Linked DNA regions of Sus scrofa: region 2 is linked to region 1. A link is a contact called in public Hi-C data. All regions are on one chromosome and are shown on one strand. The core of a region is the stretch at or near the end of the contact, and the rest is flanking DNA. Distances in the headings are between cores, read along the strand shown.

What was found. Hi-C and Micro-C count contacts between places; a contact is called where the count stands out from the background.
Region 2: a contact with region 1 is called in a Hi-C map of subcutaneous adipose tissue, with 1.8 times the contacts expected there. The contact joins the promoter of GDF1 here to the promoter of HOMER3 in region 1. A contact is called at or near these places in 9 of 47 Hi-C or Micro-C datasets (alveolar macrophages, blood, embryonic fibroblasts and 4 more).

The regions. Positions count from the first base shown.
Region 1 is chr2:58,912,192-58,916,382 of Sscrofa11.1, reverse strand. HOMER3 (homer protein homolog 3) reads right to left here and starts at 2,434. Exons shown (of 10, transcript XM_021083465.1): 1 at 2,227-2,434; 2 at 587-664; 3 at 342-498; 4 at 1-82. The coding sequence starts at 600.
Region 2 is chr2:58,970,778-58,974,650 of Sscrofa11.1, reverse strand. It overlaps GDF1 (embryonic growth/differentiation factor 1), which reads right to left and starts at 1,733. Exons shown (of 2, transcript XM_013991296.2): 1 at 1,397-1,733; 2 at 1-804. The coding sequence starts at 1,709. The coding sequence ends at 26. It overlaps CERS1 (ceramide synthase 1), which reads right to left. Exons shown (of 7, transcript XM_021083472.1): 7 at 1,959-2,097. The coding sequence ends at 2,055.

The sequences.
Region 1 (4,191 bases), core at 1,185-3,684:
CGCGACTGTCTGCCCACTGCCCGAACTTCTGGGAGGTTTTGGTAAAGGTCATGTTGGGGGTGACAGTGCTATTGATGATGGCCTGGGGGGGAGGGTAAGCAAAGTTCATGGTTGATGGGAACTGGTAATAATGAACATGAACCCCTTCCCCGGGGGGTATCACTTTGTATTAGCACCTCAGAGGTCTTTGGCCATTTCAAGAGGAAGATTGAGGCCCAGAAAGACTCAGGGCACCCCCCCACCACCCCGTGCTCCCAAAGCACACAGCAAAGCAGCAACTGAACCCACCCCTGTCACTGGGATCCTTGGCACCTGGCACCCCACCCAGGCCCCACCAGGACCTTGGCACCCCCAAGGCTGATGATTCGGTAGACATTGCGGGTGGCATCGTAGAAGTAGGAGACAGTGAGTGCATGTTTGCCCGCAGGGATCCAGTTCCGCTTAGTGGCCGGGTCGATCTGGAACACATGCGCCCGAGTGCTGAAGATGGGCTGCTCCCTGGTGGGGAGAGGGTGCTCAGTGGAGGCCAGGCAATGCCCCCCATCTCAGAAGACTAAGGGTCAAGCTGGTAGAGGCAGAGGCTCACCTGGCTGTGGACATTGGTCAGGCTGGTCTGTGGGCTCCAAGGGGCAGCCAGAAGAATGGTAGGAGCTGCTGGTTTGGCCTTTGCGGGGAGAAGGGGGGCCTGTGAGTGTCCCCCAGGCCAGGCTGAGGGAGGCCAAGCATGTCCAACATCAGGACCCACCACCAGGTTCACTATTCACAGAGCTTCAAGCTCAAAGTTCTCAGCAAAAAGACCCCAACTCTCCCCATCTAGAAGAAGCCCTTGCAACACCCTGGGCAGGAGACTACCTCTGATAGGAGCCAAGTGGCTCCTACCAGCATAAACCTCTCATCTTCTTGGTTATTAGACCCCCAGTGAAGTCTTCTTAATCTCTGGGTTGGGCTGAGGAGGCCAAGGCCAACTCCTGTGTAGTACTTCCTGACACATTCATCCATCACTCCCAAAGCAGAGCCTCCATCAAAAAGTGGGGCATTGGCAGGTGCCTACTGGTAAACCAGTCCCCTTCTGGACCCACAAAGAGACCCCTCAGCTTCCACCTTAGGGCAGAGGCACACCTCAGAGTCAAAGCCCCCAGGGAGCCCTCAGCCTAGTTAAAAAAACAAGATGTGGCTAAACAGGTTCAAGGTGGTGGCCTCCAATCACCACTCAGTCCGCATCACCTCTCACCACTTAATCTGAACACCCTGGGGTTGGGGGGGGAGTCCTAGGGGAGGACCTGGGGGAAGGGGGAGGCAAACTAAGGGAAGAGAGGCCCCGACCCAGCAGCCTCCATGGTCAGAGGGGGAATGCCCCCCTCCTCTGTCCTGGGCAGCTGCTGTCCCGGTCACAGGGTCTGAAACCGGAGCCCCTGGGTGGGGGAGGGGCAGCGACTTTGGCCAGGGTTGGGGCTAGGTCCCGGGTTGAGCCAGGGTTCCGGGCGCAGGGGGTCCCAGAAACTCGGGCCTCCCTGCCCGGATGCTCCTGCAGCGATTCTAGGCGTTGGGGAAAGTTACTCACCAACTAGTCATGCGCCTCGGACGCCGCTGCTGCCGGCAGCGGGGCTCCCAAAGGGGGGCCTGACCCCGCCCGGTGTACTGGATCCACAATCGCGTGAGGGGGCGAAGCCCCACCCCAGGAACCCCAGCCCAGGGGATCTGAGGAGATACTCGCTCAGAATCGAATCCCCACCCGTCAGAAGCGGGGTGCCCCATGTGCGCCCCAAATGCAGGAAGTGCCATCCCGGACCTTGGTATTTCCAAGATCCCTGCTACGCCTCCCCCCCTCCCCCTGACTCCGGATCCAGAACTTCGGGGACGTGTTATCTACCTCCTGCAACTACAGGTCCAGAACTTAGGGGATCCTCCCCGCTGTCCCTGGCTCTTGAACTTCGGGGACCCCTGCCACCCTTCCATCCCCAGGTCTGGAATTTCGGCGTCCCCTCGCGCCTCCCCTCCACCTTAGGTCCGGAATTTGGGGAACCCGGCGTACTGTGCCCTCCTCGACCCCGACTCCGGAACTTCGGGGTTCCTGTGCCCTCTCAAGCCCTGGAACTTCGGGGCTCCCTGATCCGCCCCCAGCCTCCGTATTCGGAACTTCGAGGACCCCCGAGCCCTGTCCCCAGTCCCAGAACTTCGCGCCCCCAACCCCCTGCACCCAGTGCAGGCTCAGCTATCCAGGCTCACCCTGACGGCTCGGCGCCCCGCAAATGTCCGGGCGCGAGACGGGTGCGGCCCCACGGCGCCGACTCCCCGAAGCCGGGCGCCCCGCTCGCTCGCTGGCTCCGGGGCCCGCGCCCTCCTCGCCGCCCGCCGCACCGCCCGCGCCTTTGTCTGCGCCGCCGCCGCCGCCCGCGCCGCCTCCGGTCCCATCGCGGCCGGTCCCGACGCGGCCGCCGCCCGCCCCGCCTCCCCGGGCGGCCGAGGCCGTCCCGCAGCGCCCCCTGCCGGCCCTCCGCGGCGAGGGGGAGAGGGAGGGGTGGGAGCAGGGAGGAAGTGGGGAGGATTGTGGACGGGATATTAAGATGGGTACAGAAGGGGACAGGGGATGCAGTGGAGACAGAGACCCAGACCCAGAGACAGAGAGATGGAGGAGGGAGTCAGAGACAGGCCTAGGTGGACAGAATAGAATGTGGCCTCATCCTTTGTTCAAGAGTGAGCCGGACCCTCCCCATCACTGCTGCTTTTGCCTGTGATGGGGGGTCAAGTCCCTCTTCACCTGATGGGAATCCAGAGGCAGCGCACATCTGACGCCTTGTGGGTCCAGGCGTCTGCACACGGTAGGAGCTCAGTGCGTGTTTCTAGAAAACCAAAGAGACTTGGGCGGAGAGGGGCCTAGAAGAAGGTGAGAGAGAGGCAAACAGTAGGCACTTAAGGGGCTTGATACAGGATGCCCTGCTCAGAATCCCTGCCTGCTTTCCCATCCCACCCTGATCCCCCCAAACAACTGTAACAATGCTAGTGAGGGGAGTTCCTGTTGTGGCTCACCCCAAACAAACCCAACTAGTACCCAGGAGGATGTGGGTTCCATCCCTGGCCTCGCTCAGTGGGTAAAAAGATCTGGTGTTTCTGTGAGCTGTGGTGTAAGTCTCAGATGGGCCTAGATCTCAGGTTGCTGTGGCTGTGGTGAAGGCCTGCAGCTGCAGCTCTGATTCAACCCCGAGCCTGGGAACCTCCATGTGCTGTGGGTCAGGTGTGGCCCTAAAAAAAAAAAAAGAAGAAGAAAAGAAAGAAAAAGAAATGCTAGTGAGGTTGGGTTAGGATTATTGTTGCTGTGTTATAGGGTCCAAAGACTGAGGTGGAAGGAACATCATTGTCCAGGTCCCACCAAATGAGAAAATTGCCTGGAGGCCCACAGGCCTGCATTTGCCACCTCTGGTCAGAGGGAAGCCACCCCTTCATACGCTTGCTGGGAGAGGGTCCTTCTGGAACTGAGTTCAGTCTCCCCTGATCCGAGCCTGCCTGTGGGGCCCCCTTGTCAATCCTATTATCTGCCCTTTCCCTGGAGACTCCTCCCTCCAAAGTCACACAGTGCCACCGAGTTCTTGGACAGAGCACTGAGGCTCCTCAGAACCTGCACTTCCCTGAAGCTTGGAGACTCACTTGTGAGCTTTCTCAAACCTCAGAAGTGTTTGCCATTTTTTTTTCCCCTGTCTTTTTAGGGCTGAACCTAAGGAATATGAAAGTTCCCAGGCTAGGGGTCCAATCAGAACCATAGTCAACACCAGATCAGAGCCACATCTGTGATCTATGTCGCAGCTTGTGGCAACGAGGGATCCTTAACCCACTGAGCAATGCCTGGGATTGAACCCACATCCTCATGGATACTAGTTGGGTTCTTAACCTGCTGAGCCACAACAGAAACTCCTCCTTTTCTTGTTCTAGTATATTTGTCTGCCCCCATCCCCACCCCAACAAGAATTGCACAGCTGAGCTGGTAGCTCCCTTCAAATTACCTTTAGGTGAATTCCAGTTTGTATAATTTCTAGAAACTTATTCCCAGGCCAAGATCTGAGGTTTCCTCCTTCCAGGCCAGAAGGTGGGCAAACCCAAGCTGTTTCTTCCACATGGAATGCCCTTCTTGAAGGTACATATTTTGTTTTGCCCTTTCAGGCTCAGCTCCACTGCCCCTTTGCCTCCTTTCCAGGAGGC
Region 2 (3,873 bases), core at 484-2,983, 59 kb before region 1:
TGTTGCCACCGCCCACCTGCCCCCATCAGCGGCAGCCGCACTCATCCACCACCATGTCCTCGTAGTGCCGTAGTACCACGTTGTCATTGTTATCAAAGAAGAGCACAGAGATAGGCGATAGACGCGCGGGTACGCAGCAGGGCAGGCCGGCGGCGCCGGGGGCGGCCGAGTGCATGAGCGCGCGCAGCACCGCGTGGTTGAGCGCGGGCGTCCCACCCGGTTCCGACAGCGCGGCGGGCAGCGCGCACTTTCCCTGGCAGTAGTTGGCTAGGAAGCCGCGAGGCGCGATGACCCAGCGGTGCCAGCCCACCTCGCGGAAGCTCACATAGAGCCGCCGCGTGCGACACGCGCCCCCCGAGCCACCGCCCACTGCGGGCTCGGCCTCGCGCCGCGGCCGGGCCAGAGGGTGGCACAGGCGCGGGTCGAGGGTCACCAGCAGCAGCGAGGCCTCGGTCAGGCGCGCGCAAACGGTGGGGGCCCGAGGACGCAGCGCCAGTGTTAGACGGAGGCTGCGCGGCGCCGAGGCGTTGCGGGCCCAGGCGGCGCCCAGCAGCTCAGCGCGCACCGGCGTTCCCAGGGCGGTCACCGCCTGGCGGAGCAGCACCGGACCAGAGCCCGCGCGCGCCACGCTCAGCTCCCAGCTGCCCGCCATCCCCGCCGACGCCTCCTCAGCCGCGAAGCGCAGCTCCAGGCGAACCTGGCTTGGGCGTTCTGCCGGTTCCACGGTCGACAGGTCGAAGACGACGGTCCACTCCGGGCACTGCCCGGCAGCCGAGGCGGGCTCCGGGCGCCGGGCAGCCGCGCCTGGGGAGGCAGGGAGAGGGTTCGGCTGGCGCTGCGTCCCTACTCAGTGCCCCGAGAGGGGCTCTGGGTTGGGGACGGGCAGGGTGGGGGCCTGGGGGCACACCATCTGTTAGAAGGCGTCAAATGGTGTGAGGCGGCGGGGGGTCGGGGAGAGAAGGAGCGGGGGGCAGGGCATCACTTCCAAGGAAGAGGCCCTGCCCGGTGCAAGGGTGGCCAGCCCGCAGTTGGGAACACAGGCAGGGTTGGGGGTGGAGGGTGGGCGAACGCCTGGGGCCCGTGGGGAAGCGATGCTGGGGCGGGGTGGCATTTGCAGGAAGGCATCTAGTGGTGTGAAGCGGCAGAAGGGGTGGGATGGAGTGGGGGCAGGGCTTCAGCTGCAAGCTGGCTTTCGGACCACTCCCCGCCCCTCCCCACAGGTGTCCACGCGGAAGAATGGATGGAGTGCAGAGATCCCGGTTGCTTGCGGGCTAGCGAGTGGGGACCCTCAGAGATTCCAGCCTCTCTACGCGCCACTGGAAGCTCCTGGCAGCCCGGAGCACCCAGCGGGATCTCCGTCTCTCAGACCCACGCCCCCAGCGCAGGCCCCACTCACCGCGGTCCGGTACGTGGCGCACGATGTTTCCAGCGACCCCCAGCTCCTCCACGTGGCACGGCCGCAGGGCGGCCGCCGGGGGTGTTCTCCTTGAGCCCGCCCTGGCTTCCTGGTGGTCCCGGCGGCGGAATAAGCGCCACATGACCGGGGGTACGGGCCGGGACGTGGGGGCGTCCCGGGGTGCGTCGGACAACCCGAGAGCCCGCAGCAGGGAGGCGGCAGGGCCCGGGGCAGCAGGGGCGCGGGCCAGGGATGGCGAGGGCAGCAGCAGGGCCAGTAGGAGCAGAAGGGCTCGGCGGCAAGGCGAGGGCATCTTCTTTGCAGGCGGCGGTCCGGCGAGTGTTCAGGAGCTGCTGGGCTCCCGGACCTGCGGTCTGGGGGCGGGGAAGGGGTCGCAGGAGAGACGCGGGGCTGGGCAGGGTCTGGGCCCCGGGGGGCGTGGCCGCGATTCTGAAGCCGAATTGGGACTAATCCAGGGGGCGAGGTCTCGAGGGTACGGGGCAGGGGTCCGGGGAGTGGCCAGGGCGGGGGAGAGGGGACAGGAGGCGGAGCTTGATAGGGCCAGGGTCCGGGGGCAACTGGGGAAACAGCATGGCTGGTCCCCGGGGGCGTGGTTGGGTATGGCTGGGTCCTGGGCGGCGGGGCCGGGTCGAGGGGTTCAGAAGCGCTTGTCCTTGACCAGGCCGTTCTTCAGCGGCTTCCTGAGAGCCAGAACCGGCCCGGTTAACCTGGGAACCCCATGCCCCCGCGCAGCGCCCCGTCCCGCCTTCCTTGCCCGCCATAGCTCTTTGCCCAGCCCACAAGGCCAAAAGACCCTGCCATCTGCCTGCTGGGCAAGTGGTCCCCGCTTTTCCCTACAATTAAACCCTCCTTTCCCCTCCCCCCGCGCCACCTGCGGCCACTAGAGGGCAAAAGCTACCTCCCTCACTCTGCCTGACTTAACCCCACCGCATGGACCTAGACCAGCACTTTCTCCTCCTCCTCTTCCTGGGAGGCAGAACTGGCCAGAGCCCCCTGCAACCCCACCGGGCAGGCTCCTCCCCCAACTCCCCCAGCCCTACCAGGAAAGGCTTCCCAGTGATTCTTCATCCACTGCCCTCAGTCTACCTCTGCCACAGCCCCTATTTTGCTTCCATGTCAGTAAAACATGTTATGAAATGTTTTAAAACGAATCGATAGTGTCCAGCTTAAGATCCCAAAGACCCATAACTTGTAAACAATGGGCATCTGTCCATAGGGGTGTCTTCTCCTGCACCTCAGTTTTCCCCAAATGTGCGTGCCATTGAGATCGCTCCCCAGTGCACTTCTTCTCTCCTTAATTCCACCTTCCCTGCCTGTGTTAGTGGCAGATCTCTGGGGTTCTGACTGGGAGGGGACTTGCACCCTGGGGTTTTGCCCAGACCCACCGGACCAGATCCAACAGGCCTGCCCCTGTTCCTTGCCTCTACCGCCAACACTTGCTTGGAGTTTAACTGACCAGCATGCTGGTGCCGAGACGGCATCTCACCGCAGCCATTGACCATGTCTGTTATCTCTGTTCCCACTTACGGGAACTTTTTTTTTTTTTTTTTTTTTTTGGTCTTTTCGTCTTTTCTAGGGCTGCACCCGTGACATATGGAGGTTCCCAGGCTAGGTGTCTAATTGGAGCTGTTGCTGCCGGCATATGCCACGGCCACGGCAACGCCAGATCCTAGCCACGTCTGCGACCTACTCCACAGCTCATGGCAACGCAGGATCCTTAACCCACTGAGCAAAGCCAGGGATCAAACCCACAACCTCAAGGTTCCTAGTCGGATTTGTTAACCACTGAGCCACGATGGGAACACCTAAAGGAATCCTTCATGTCTTTGCACATGGTCCATCAGTCTCTTTGCTGCAGTCTAATTTACATACAAACATATTAAATTTTTTGAGCCAATACTATGTTCTCACGATCTAGACATCAGAAAGCAGAGAAAACTCACTGTTCACCTGACACACTCCTGGGGGATCTACCATTGTTTCTGACTCCTGTGTATCCCAACACAGAAACTAGCACAGGCTCATTGGTGCTCCCTGTGTCCCTTTGGTTTGCAGAGCACTCTAGTTCAGAGACTCTCCCGCAGAAAAACAGAAAGACTTTCCTGCAGACTGAGATCTGTCACTTTAATCCGCTCTTCCCTTGGGCCAGAGCCACTGGATACCCCTTCCTGGGAGCACATATCTCCCCCTCAGCCCACTCTTCCGTGGGCTGCTTCTTCCTCATGTGGCCATTGCAGGAGCCCTTTATCTGTGAGTTCAGAGATAAGCCCTCTGTGAACCTCCCATCTGTCCTTTATCTTCTGGCTTTGCCTGTTGGTCCTCTTGATGGAGCAGAGGTGGGGTGCCTGGCTTCTCATATAGTTCAATGGCTGGACCACACACTCTCATTTCAGCTCTTGGTGGATTTCACAGCGTGTACTTCTGCTTCGACATCTTTGATCCTTTGGGAGTTTCCG